Linked DNA regions of Pan troglodytes: region 2 is linked to region 1. The links are chromatin contacts, called in public Hi-C maps. All regions are on one chromosome and are shown on one strand. Each heading gives the region's core, a stretch centred on a gene start, on an enhancer-like site or on the middle of the called end of the contact. The rest is flanking DNA. Distances are from core to core; before and after follow the strand shown.

Region 1 (3,185 bases), core at 293-2,792:
GTTGTTTCCTAGTAAGACAGGAAAAGCTCTTTTTCTCATGGGCTATTATGTTGTCATTTGAGTTAATACAGGTAAAGTATTCCGAATAATGCCTTGCACATAGTGTTCAGAAAAGTCAGTCATTGCTATTGCCATTATCATCACAGTTTTTACTTCTGGCCAGTGTTTCTGTAAAGCCACTGTGGACCTTGTCACCTCAGAAGACATCATTCGTGCTTTAGCTTATCTAGATACTGAATATCACTTAGTGTGTTGAAAATAATATCTAACACTTCTATAGAGATCAGCTTGTGTTTGGGTTTTTATTTGTCTATTTATTGTATTGTCCACAAAACTGAAAACTCCACACAGATTTAGAGGCTATTATAACTAGTTAGGGAAAAGTACAATAAAACAGAATTAGGGAGACATAACTTGCTCAAAAATGCCTTCACGCCGGGCGCGGTGGCTCACGCCTGAGATCCCAGCACTTTGGGAGGCCGAGACGGGCAGATCACGAGGTCAGGAGTTCGAGACCAGCCTGGCCAACATGGCAAAACCCCATCTCTACTAAAAATACAAAAATTGGCCGGGCGTGGTGACAGGCACCTGTAATCCCAGCTACTCGGGAAGCTGAGGCAGGAGAATCGCTTGAACCCGGGAGGCGGAGGTTGCAGTGAGCCGAGATCATGCCATTGCATTCCAGCCTGGGCGACAAGAGCTAGACTCTTGTCAAAAAAAAAAAAAAAAAAAAAAAAAACCTCACATATTCGTATTTAAGAATATAGGAAACACTGATTCAGTTTCTTCTACTGTTCTCTCACAACACAGAATGCTACCGTTAGCCCAGAGGTACTGGGTTTTCCCACACACACCAAGCAAGCAATCCTGCCACAGACACCAGGTGCGTGTTCTCTCATTCCGTTCCATTTTGCCGGGACATGGCATCAGATCCCACACGTTGAGGGCTCAGTCCCACAATAGTGCACACATTTCAATGCCAGTCACAAGCACAGGTTGTGACTTGTGCTTACAGATCAGATATAAATCCAGGAGTCCCTTGACCCCCTCCTCAGGTTCAACGAAGTTGCTAGAGTGGCTCACAAAATACAGGGAAACACTTTACATAGATTTACGTATTATAAAGGATATTACAAAGTTGACAGAAGAACAGCCAGATGGAAGGGATCAGTGAGGTGAGGCATGGGAGAAGGGGCGTTGAGCCTTGGTGCCCTCCCTGGGTGCACCACGCTGCAGGAGCCTCCCAGTGTTCACCTATCCAGAAGCTCCGCTGAATCCTCTCCTTTTGGGTTGTTATGGAGCCTTCATTACATATGCATGATTGCTTATATTACTGGCCATTGGTTAAACTTTTAGATAGCCTAAGTTTTGTTTTTTTTTTTTTTTAGGAGAGACGAAGTCTCACTCTGTCACCCAGGCTGGAGTGCAATGGCGCGATATCGGCTCATTGCAACCTCCGCCTCCTGGGTTCAGGCCCCGCCCCGGCCCCGCCCACCCTATGCTCTCAGTCCCTCCCAACGCCCGGCCTTTCCCCACCGCAACCCGCCCCTTTGCCTACTGCGCGGGCAGTTTCTTGCAAACCCGGAAGCAGATCTCTTGGAGTGAAGGCTGTTAGTCGCCGCGTGAGTTTCCCTCTATCTAGATTAAACCTGCGTTTCGGAGTCCCCTGCTCCTCCGTACCCGATGTCCGGGGGTTCCTATAGCCCTTAAAGTCCCCGCACGGCTCCCTCCATTCCATGTAAATTCAGACGTTGCCGCGAGACTCTGGGGGTCGCATCGCTTTGGGTTAAAATCACACAGGCTGGTCCTGCCCGCGGTCTTTCGGCCTTCAGACCATGCAGACACCTCCTTTCCTGCGCCGTTTCCTGCTTAAAACCCTTTACTTAAAACCCTGCGCCCTGTGAAGTCCTCATCTGCGAAGTGGGTGCAGGATTTTACCGTCCCCTAACCTCGCCCTAGTCGGTTACTGGAGCGTTAGCGCCGCAGCCCCAGTCCCGGGGAGGCCGCGCCTCTGCCTGGTTCTGGGATCCTGCATACCCCACCCCTCTCCTAAGGCGCTGTCGCCCCCCACCTCTCTCCTCCTCGTGCGGGGCCCTGCTGCTCCCTAGGCCTCCCCTTCGCAGTCACCGTTTCCCCTGAGCCCGCGCTGGGGAGGTGCCCGGGGCTTGTCCTGTGATACCCGGTGTTCTTGCCTGCCCAGCTCCACCCGCTGGAAAATGTGCTCCTCCAGGATCCAGGTGTCTTACTCCAAACCCTCCCTGTGAATGTGTGGGCCAAGGGGATCAGGAGACAGAGAGAGGGGCTGAGAGAAAAGTAGAAAAACGGAGACAGAGGAAAGAATGAGGGGAACCAATAAACATGGCAAAGTAGAGGATGGGTCAGGATTTGCAGAGACAGTAAGGGCGAAAGAGGTCGCTGAGAAAGTAACGGGATGGAGAAACAACTGGAGAAATGTAGAGAAAAGCTCGATGTCTAGAGAGATGAAGGACAGCAAGGTAGGGAGAGGGGCAGCTCCTCAGACAGAGAGTTAGGGAGAGGAGCGGGTATTTGGAGCCAGGACAGACAGAGCAGCGTGGTGCTGGGACAGCAAGAAGGGGCAGCCCGTGACAAGGAGAGCAGAGGGAGAACCACAGCAGGGGGAGACCTGGGATCTGGGGGTGCCAAAGAGTGGGGACAAGGAAGTGAAACAGGGAAGAGGGGATTTAACAGGGAGAGCAGAGATAAGGGAAGAAAGAGGCAGAAATATATGGAGATTGGGGACAACCAAAAGACTGGGGTGAAAGAGGAATAAGAGGTGAAACAAGTTGCAAGAATGGAGCAGAACAAGTGGAAGAGAAGGAATAGAGGGAAGGAGAAACAGCAGGAGAAGAGAGGGGCTCAAAATGAGGAGCAGAGACCCAGGCTGAAACACAGAAAAGAAACAAGGAGAGAGAAGAAGAGAATGAGAGAGATGTACAGAATGAGGGAGGGAAACACACAGGAAGGAAGAAAGAGGGGGACTATGGCCCAGATGCATGGTGGTTTCATTGGATATGGATAATTACATCATGATATATTGATTTCTGTATCCATAATCTAACAAATTTTTTTTTCTTAAGACAGAATCTCACTCTATTTCCCAGACTGGCGTGCAATGGCACGATCTCGACTCACTGTAACTCCGCCTCCTGTGTTCAAGCGATTCT
Region 2 (3,185 bases), core at 485-2,984, 220 kb before region 1:
CAGCCCAGGGGTGGGGATCCCTGGTCTAGATTAGTGCAGCTTGACTTTGGAAAAGAAACAAAAACCCTCTGATGTGGGCACAGCAGCCACATCACGCAGACCCATGATGCCCAACTTAAGAGCTCCCCGCGGGCCCTCACTGGGTAAGGGAAGTAAGCAGCCCAGGTTCTGCTCCCCGGGAGACCACCGGCCACCACTTCAGAAAAGCCAGGGGATCTCCCTGCACTCTAGGTCTGAGGCCATTTGTGAAGACGTAGCTCAGGTGCTTGCAGATTCAGCAGGCACATTCCCCGCTGACCCCAGAGCAGCTTTCTGGCCTCACCCAGCTCCGGGGCCTCTGTGCACCATGGTGCAGACCTTCCAGGCCTCGGCCACGCAGGCACCTCTGTCTTCCTGCTGAGGGGGGCTTCTCCCAGCCCCACTGGTGGGTCCCTGGGGCCCATCCCTGGATGAAGGAGAAGTTCAGAGCTCCTCCCAGGATGGAGAGAGGCCCACCTCTTCCCCGGACAGGAGATAACGGACTCTGTCGGTGGATCAGACTGGGCTTGAGAGGGGGTGCCCGGCCCTGTCCTGTAGAGAGTGCTGCTCTGAGAGTCAGAAGAAAGACCTGCCCCTTCTCAGATTCCTCCAGATGACCAGCAGGAATGACTTTAGACACACGGTGTTAATACGTGCTAGAACCTGCGGAAGGAAAATAGGAAAATAACTTGAATGATATACTCAGAATGGTGAACTCTGTGTTTCATATAGGGTCCAGCCCTACGGGGCTTAGCGGGTAGTCTCCCTGTATGCGGAGATGAGAGATTGTAATAAATAAAGACACAGACAAAGAGATGCCACCATGCCCAGCTAATTTTTGTATTTTTAGTAGAGACAGGGTTTCACCATGTTGGCCAGGATGGTTTCGATCTCTTGACCTCATGATCCACCCACATTGGCCTCCCAAAGCGCTGGGATTACAGGCGTGAGCCACCACGCCCGGCCTGTGCTGCATTCTTAGCATTGCACCACCCAGCATTTGGTGACTATTCAGGGTCAGAAGCTTGTCTCTTTCTGCCTGTTTGCAGCCACACTTCACCCCACCATCCTTAGCACCTTCACCCACTCCTGCACCTACTGACCCTTCTTCCCGGAAACCACGTGGGTTGGTGACTTAAATCCTTGCATGCAACAGGAGTAAAAGAGTTTTAGGCCAGGTACGGTGGCTTATGTCTGTAATCCCAGCACTTTGGGAGGCCCAAGTGGGCAGATCACTTGAGCCCAGGAGTTTGAGACCAGCCTGAGAAACATGGCAAGACCTTGCCTCTACAAAATACAAAAATAAAAATAGTCCATGGTGATGAGGCACACCTGTAGTCCCAGCTACTTCAGAGGCTGAGATGGGAGGATTGTTGGAGCCCGGGGTGGGGAGGTTGCACTGAGCCAAGTTGGCACCATTGCATTCCAGCCTGGCCGACAGAGTGAGATCCCATCTAAAAAAAAAAAAAGGTAGGACTTTCAGTGTCTTCCTCCCAAAAACGTCTAAGCTGATTCCACTTTTTCCCCAGAGCTGCTGCAGTGCGGTGTGGGTGGAGGGAGGGATCAGGAGGTACAGAAGGAAACAGTGACCCCTGCTGGCAAGCACAGCACTAACAAGCCTCGTTTGCTTACAGTTTATGACAGCCTGTTGGCCGCTGTCAGCTCAACCCCATGAACTCAGTATCAGCTTCGGGGACTCCTTGTCCTTTCCTGCTCCTGCCAGGAAGAGAATGAACAACAGATAAATCACATTCGGACAGTTCATTTCAATCCTCCCTCTCAGACAACAGTCCCATTCAAGGGTTATAGAATGGAGGAATCTTGGTCGGGCACTGTGGCTCAAGCCTGTTATCCCGGCACTTTGGGAGGCTGAGGTGGGCCCATCACCTGAGGTCAAGAGTTTGAGACCAGCCTGAACAACATGGTGAAACCCCGTCTCTACTAAAAAATACAAAATTAGCTAGGCGTGGTGGCGCATGCCTGTAATCCCAGCTATTTGGGAGGCTGAGGCAGGAGAATCACTTGAACCTGGGAGGCAGAGGTTGCAGTGAGCTGAGATCGTACCATTGCACTCCAGCCTAGGCAACAAGAATGAAACTCCGTCTCAAAAAAAAAAAGAATGGAGAAGTCTTACTCTCATTTCACCTCAGTTTGGGTGAGAATTCGTTGCTTGTTCCAGAGAGCCATTTTCTGCCTGCTAACCACGCCAGTGAAGAATCTTTCTACCTTCCTCTTACACAAAGTCATATCTGTCTCAGCATCACCAAAACTATCAGAAATTGCAAAATGTTTTAGATTTTTTTTTTTTTTTTTTGAGACAGAGTATCACTCTTGTCACACAGAATGGAGTTGTGTGGCGCGATCTCGGTTCACCGCAACCACCGCCTCCTGGATTCAAGTGATTCTGCTGCCTCAGCCTCCCAAGTAGCTCGGATTACAGGCACGTGCCACCATGCCTGGATAATTTTTTTTCTTTTTCCTTTTTTTTTTTTTTTTTTTTTTAGTAGAGACGGGATTTCTCCATGTTTGTCAGGCTGGTCTCAAATTCTCGACCTCAGTTAATCCGTCTGCTTCGGCCCTCCAAAGTGCTGGGATTACAGGCGTGAGCCACCGCGCCTGGCCAGTTTTAGATTTTTACCTTACTTACAAGCCAACAAGTTAGACTGTCAGTTTATGGATGTTGGCTGAAGGCATGAGATTTCTGGATCTGACAAAACATATATTTTATTATTTGTCACATAAATTACAGCAAGAGCTTCGCATCTGCGCACATTCCCCCATCTGCTCCAAGGGACACAGAAATGAGGTATGTATATTTGTGCACCGTGACTTTCTTATATCGTTTACGTTTCAGTATCTTCCTCTCCAAAACCTCTAAGCTGATTCCACTTTTTCCACAGAGCTGCTCCAGGGCGGTGTGGGTGGAGGGAGGGATCAGGAGTTAAAGAAGGAAAGAGTGACCCCTGCTGGCAAGCACAGCACTAACAAGGCTCGTTCCATAACCGTGTTTATGGGTCTCTAGAGATCAATGAAGAAACATAAACATTGTACAGACATATCCAATTCACATATTTCTGATAAGATTAGGGGGTTTTGTATTACTTATCCAAGCAAAGCAAAGCTTGGATGCACAGGAGTCCCCACTCATGAGAAGAAAGGGGCTGACA

Evidence for each region. Hi-C and Micro-C count contacts between places; a contact is called where the count stands out from the background.
Region 2: a contact with region 1 is called in a Hi-C map of induced pluripotent stem cells, with 2.3 times the contacts expected there. The contact joins the promoter of ZNF761 here to the promoter of ZNF665 in region 1. A contact is called at or near these places in 1 of 7 Hi-C or Micro-C datasets (induced pluripotent stem cells) and 1 of 1 datasets of contacts at active chromatin or transcription factors (stem cell-derived excitatory neurons).

Annotation. Positions count from the first base shown.
Region 1 is chr20:56,029,331-56,032,515 of NHGRI_mPanTro3-v2.0_pri, reverse strand. ZNF665 (zinc finger protein 665) reads left to right here and starts at 1,542. Exons shown (of 5, transcript XM_054672588.2): 1 at 1,542-1,622.
Region 2 is chr20:56,252,845-56,256,029 of NHGRI_mPanTro3-v2.0_pri, reverse strand. It overlaps ZNF761 (zinc finger protein 761), which reads right to left and starts at 1,734. Exons shown (of 10, transcript XM_054672595.2): 1 at 1,651-1,734; 2 at 1,351-1,472; 3 at 496-681. It also overlaps the pseudogene PANTROV1R-PS282.